Regions from separate parts of the Capra hircus genome. Here region 2 is linked to region 1. The links are chromatin contacts, called in public Hi-C maps. All regions are on one chromosome and are shown on one strand. The core of a region is the stretch at or near the end of the contact, and the rest is flanking DNA. Distances in the headings are between cores, read along the strand shown.

Region 1 (2,782 bases), core at 261-2,760:
GTACTTAATAGTACCTTTTAACAGGGTGTCTGGCCCTGTTGGGGCTTTCCAGGTAGCACTAGTGGTAAAGAACCCGCCTGTCAATGCAGGAGATGTAAGAGATACAAATTCAGTCCCTGGGTTGGGAAGATCCCCTGTAAGAGGAAATAGCAACCCACTTCAGTATTCTTGCCTGGAGAATCCCATGGACAGAGGAGCCTGGCAGTCTGCAGTCCATAGGGTTGCAGAGTTGGAAACAACTGAAGCAACTCTGCGCGCGCACACACACACACTGGTCCTGTTGAATGCTCAAGAGATGTTAAATTCTGTGTCCAGAGCAGCTGTCTCTAAGGCAGTTATGAAAATGTGTCCATTCTCTCTTGCGTTATTATCATCACCACAACATTTGCATAATGTCTCACAGTTTAAATGTTCTTCATATAAACTTAAACCCAGGTGGCTAACTTCTTTCCTTTATATTTTGTGGCCCTCTGCTCCACCCATGAATGAACATTTCTGCACATTGTGGGTTGCCCCTGTGCAGCATATGTGTGTGTAATATGCATGTTGAAGGGGGGCAGAATATGCCACCCCAAAATGTGCTCCTCTGGCATGTGAATTATTTGGAGCAATCAAGACCCAGCAGAATCAGAAGAAGCCTTGCACCTCTCCCTTCACGGCCTAAATAACTGAGGTAGGAGGCCTGGTCCAGTGATAGCATTCACCAGAAAAACTTACCTGCTTGGCAGGACAAACATCTCATTAGCAATCACCTGCTCTTCCCATCTTCCTGTGAATTACCCACCTCCCCTTAAAGCCCCAGGCCTCTTTCCCATTCCTTAGCTAAAGATGGCATATAAACTTCAATTGCCTGACTGCCTTTGAGTCTCAAGTTTTCTTGGGCTTCTGTTAAGTATGCAATTAAATTTGTTTTCTCCTGTTGATCTGTCCTAGGTCAATTTAATTATTGAACCAGCCAAAGAAACTAGAAGGAGAAATTTTTCCACCTCTACAACATGGTGTGTGTGTGTGTGCGCTAGCTAAAGCAGGCAGACTTGTGTCTGTGTGTGCTAGTGTGTTCATTTCTCTTGGGCTTCTTGACTGTTTCTTAATGACTTCCCTCCTAGGCTGCTGTTTTCTGAGTCCCTACAAACGTGTGACTATGCACTGTAACTGTGGTTCCTAGACTCTGCTGGATCAGGATTGTAGCAAGAGGGCCAGACTTCCTTATGTAAGCCTTCCTGCACGTCCCCAGAGATGGGGATTTGTGGCTGAACCGTCTCAAACTGTCTGTGGGCCCCTCTCCAGCTGCCACATGTCCTGACATGTGCCCGCAGTCTGGGATTTCACCCGCCTCCACTCAACTCACACGCTCACAACACACACTTGGAGTGCCTACGGTTGGCACTGGCCAAGTCTCCGCCCCCTCCCTTTGCTTAATCTTCGGAATTTCCAGCCGACCTTCCAACAGCTCCCAGCCCAGGGTGGAGTTGAGAAGGACCCGCCCAGTTCTCGGGGTACATAACTAGCTCTGCGGGACTGCGGAGCCACTCGTCCTCCGGCTCAGCTCAGCGCACAATGTGTCACTCTCGCAGCTCCCTCCCCACCATGACCGTCCTGCGGGCTCCGACCCCGGTCTCCTCCACCAGCCCGGGACCCCGACGGGGCTCCGGTCCCGAGATCTTCACCTTCGACCCTCTCCCGGAGCCCGCGGTGGCCCCCGCTGCTCGCCCTAGCGCCACCCGCGGGCATCGAAAGCGCAGCCGTAGGGTCCTCTACCCACGAGTGGTGAGTGTCTCCGAAGTGGACAGACCCGGGGGAAGAGCAGGGTGAACCACTGGACGCCGGGGCCCGAATGACCTGTTCTTTTTATCACCTCCCCTCAGGTCCGGCGTCAGCTGCCAGTAGAGGAACCGAACCCTGCCAAAAGGCTGCTCTTTGTCCTGCTGACCATCATCTTCTGTCAGATCCTGATGGCTGAAGACGGTGCGTCTGTACCCCTGGCCCCGGAGGACGCCTCCAGCGCACCGTCCCCCGCACCCACCGCTGCAGCCCCGGTCTTCGAGCCCCTTAATCTGACCTCGGAGCCCTCGGACTACGCTTTGGATCTCAGCACTTTTCTCCAGCAACACCCGGCCGCCTTCTAACCGGGACTCCCCACTTCCCCCAAAAGAACCTGAAAAACCAAGAAAACACTGGGTGTACCTGGTGCGCGAGAGCGTATCCCAAACTGGGACTCGCGAGGCAACTCGCACTCAGAACACTATGGCGAAGACGCCGGTCCGAGCCTGGGAGAGACAGGCACCGGCACGCCGGGGCTAGGACGGGTGGGGAAGAAGTGCGTCGTTAACTTATTTCTCATTGCTCCTAATAATATTTATGTGTATTTATGTGTGTCCCCCTAGGTGATGGAGGGGTGTATGTAATATTTATTTTAACTTATGCAGGAGTGCGAGATGTGCACCTTGCTGCAAATGCAGGTCTCTGGGTATTTATTGGGCTCTGTGGGGTTGGTGGAGGCAAGCACCCAGAACTGAGCGAGGCCGGGAAAAGGGATGGAGGAAACCCAAGTCGAGAAGGCGCCCGGGCTGGGAGTCAAAGACGGTGGTGGGTCGCAGTGACACTCTCAGTTCTCCAGCATCTCAACTCGCGAGTCTGTGAAGATTCGGGGAACCGTTGAGAATAAGGTCCCTGGCCTACAATCTCCTTGAAGTTACCTCCAAGGGGGTGGCTGCGGGGTTGGTGGGCTGTCAGGAGGCTGCTCTGGGGTCACCCCGTATGTTCTATGAACACAAATAAACTT
Region 2 (2,703 bases), core at 91-2,590, 35 kb before region 1:
ATACAGCACAGGGCATATAACCAATATTTTATAATAACTGTAAATGGAGTATAACCTTTTTTAAAAAAAAGTGAAAAGATAACCCACAGAATGAGATGAAAATACTTGTAAGTCATTGATCTGTTAAGGGGGTTGTATCTAGTAGGATATACTAGGAATTCTTACAATTCGGTAATAAAAAGACAAACCAAATAGGCAAAGGATCTGTATCAACATTTCTCCAAAGATATACAAATAACCAATAACCACATAAAAAGATTCTCAGCATCTTTAGCCATTAGAAAAACACTTACATAAACCCACAATGAGATACCACTTTACACCCTCTAAAATAGCTAGAATCAAAAAACAGATTGGAAGGGCTTCCCCCAGGGGTCCAGTGGTTAGGAATCCACTTTCCAATACAGGGACACTGTATTCCAGCCATGGTCAGGGCAACTAAACCAATGTGTCACAACTACCAAGCCGGTGAGCTCTAACAAAATACCCTGCATGACGCAACAAAGGTCCCGAGTGCCTTCAACCAAGACGCGACACAGCCAAGTAAATAAATAAATAAAAATCAAAGCATAATAATAGTTCTTACCCCATAGGGTCATTGTGAACAGTAAATGAGATGAATTTTGGCTGATGAAATAGCTAAAACAACATCATTTATCAACCAGGCCTGGAGAGGGGTGTTTGGAATGGGGGAGGGACACTTAAGCTTTGTGCTTTATTTATCTATTGCCTAGATTTGTACATTTTTGTAATTCAAAAATAAAGCAGTAAAGAGCTGCTTATTCCTGTGTTACTGATTTATTCAAGACTTAACATCCACAGAGAAGTGTATGAGGATTGAGAACAACATTCTATTCTTGACTTATGTTTGACCTTCTGTGTTTGTGTAACTTTTTCCAGATTTCGTCAGCTTTGCTTACCTTTCTCCCCCACTGCCCCTCAATTTGCTTAAGTCCATTAGTCACAAAATTTTAAACCTCCCCATCAAATCCCTGGATCCTCTGAATCAGCCCAAGAAAGACCCCAGATCCCACACGGGGCGGGGGGCCTTGCCTATTCCTGGCCAGTGTCCTCTGAACTCCTCTTCCCCATTTTTATCGCCTTCCCTATACCAAACCCTCCTAGAGATCTGATTTAAAGCCTCTCACTTTGCAAACAGAGAGGTCTGCTCTTCCAGGAGGCCAGAGCTGGCTGCCTGGGAGTCTGGCCGGAAGTCAGTTTCCTGGGTGGGAGAACACTGGCTGAAAGCCAGACGGCTGACGTCACCTGGTCCAGATGGCGGACACCATTGCCCAATCAGAGGAAATTGATGCTGGCAACACATTTCTCTATGACTGTCTTCCTCCATTCAGAAAAGCATTTTCCTCACCAGGAAGCAGCTGAGTAGGAGGGGAAAATGCCCTGGCCTTTGAACCATGCGGCATATTGACCATGAGGCTGGCCGTGGCACTGACTGACAAATGAATGTGAGACCCGACACTGGACTCAGGGCCAGAAGACTCAAGTCTGGGTCTCTGCCACCTAAATTCTAACCTTTGACAAATCACCTCGGTAGCTTTTCTGAGCTGTGAGTAATAATACCTCCTCACAGAAGCTACTGTTGCATGTCTGGAATGAGGTCATCCATGTGAAAGCTTTCATAAACCTGAAGCAGGATGTCAATACATCATCATTCTGCCTTCCAGAGGGCAGAAGATCCTGAGGAGGCAGGCTGATCCAGGAGCCAGGCAGCCGCCTACACCAGAATGTGCAGCCGGGACACATAATTTAAACTCTCTGTGCCCAGTTACCTCGTGGTCACAATGGGGGATGATACGAATACCCACCTCATCACAGGCTTGCCAGGAGGGTGAAGTACCTACTCCACTTGGAGCACATAGATCATCTCCCAGCTGTGGCAGTGCTCACCAAGACTTAGCCGGATAATCCTTCCCCAGGCCATCTTTTGCACCTGCAGGCCCTGACCTGGATGTTCAGCCCAATCCCAGGAGATCTCATGAAAAGAGATCCTGGGAATTCCCTGACTGCTCAGTGGTTAGGACTCCAAGCTTTCACTGCCGAGGGCTCAAGGTCAACCCCCGTTGGGAAACTAAGATTCTGCAAGCCTCTTGGCATGGGCCCCTCCCCTCAAAATGAGGGGGATTCTACCCCCACCCACAGTCCACACAGCAGGCAGAGCTCTTTAACTGAAATCTGACCGTGTCACTCCTCTGTTTCACCACCCAAATCTACCCCAGCCCCACCCTCGCACCCAGGTAGACACCAAGCCCTGGTGATAGGCCCTTGAGCCCTCTCCAGCATCTCCTCTTGCCTGCTGCTGCCTCTCATCAAGGGTTCAGCAACACCAGACTGACTGGCACTTCTCACCTCCACTAGCTGGTCCAGCCTGCCTTCCCCAGCCCTGCTTTGCCAACTCGAGCTTCCCTGGTGGCCCTTTAAAACTCTCAGATTCATGTCTCCCAGAAAGCCCTTTCTGACTTTCCTGAGCAGAGCCGGGTGCCCCTTCCGCTATGTTCCTAGCAGGCACTTCCATCACTGCACAGGCCAAACTGTACCCTAACTGTTCAGGTGACTGCTTCACACCAGCCTGGGGGATCCTTGAAAGAAAAGGCCAGCACTGGGTCTTGCTCATCTCAGTAAACTCAGCATGAGCACAGTGCCAGGCACACAGTAGGTGATCAGTAATGGCTGAGTGGAAAGACT

Evidence for each region. Hi-C and Micro-C count contacts between places; a contact is called where the count stands out from the background.
Region 2: a contact with region 1 is called in a Hi-C map of liver, with 2.0 times the contacts expected there. The contact joins the enhancer-like site here to the promoter of IER3 in region 1. A contact is called at or near these places in 2 of 5 Hi-C or Micro-C datasets (blood and liver).

Annotation. Positions count from the first base shown.
Region 1 is chr23:21,705,541-21,708,322 of ARS1.2, reverse strand. IER3 (radiation-inducible immediate-early gene IEX-1) reads left to right here and starts at 1,510. Exons shown (of 2, transcript XM_005696631.3): 1 at 1,510-1,767; 2 at 1,866-2,782. The coding sequence starts at 1,558. The coding sequence ends at 2,126.
Region 2 is chr23:21,739,993-21,742,695 of ARS1.2, reverse strand. No RefSeq gene overlaps it. Among named protein-coding and RNA genes, the nearest start is that of IER3, 35 kb to the right of the region's middle. Within about 2 kb of position 1,340, at least 4 of the 5 cell types and tissues checked have an H3K27ac peak or open chromatin away from gene starts, as enhancers often do.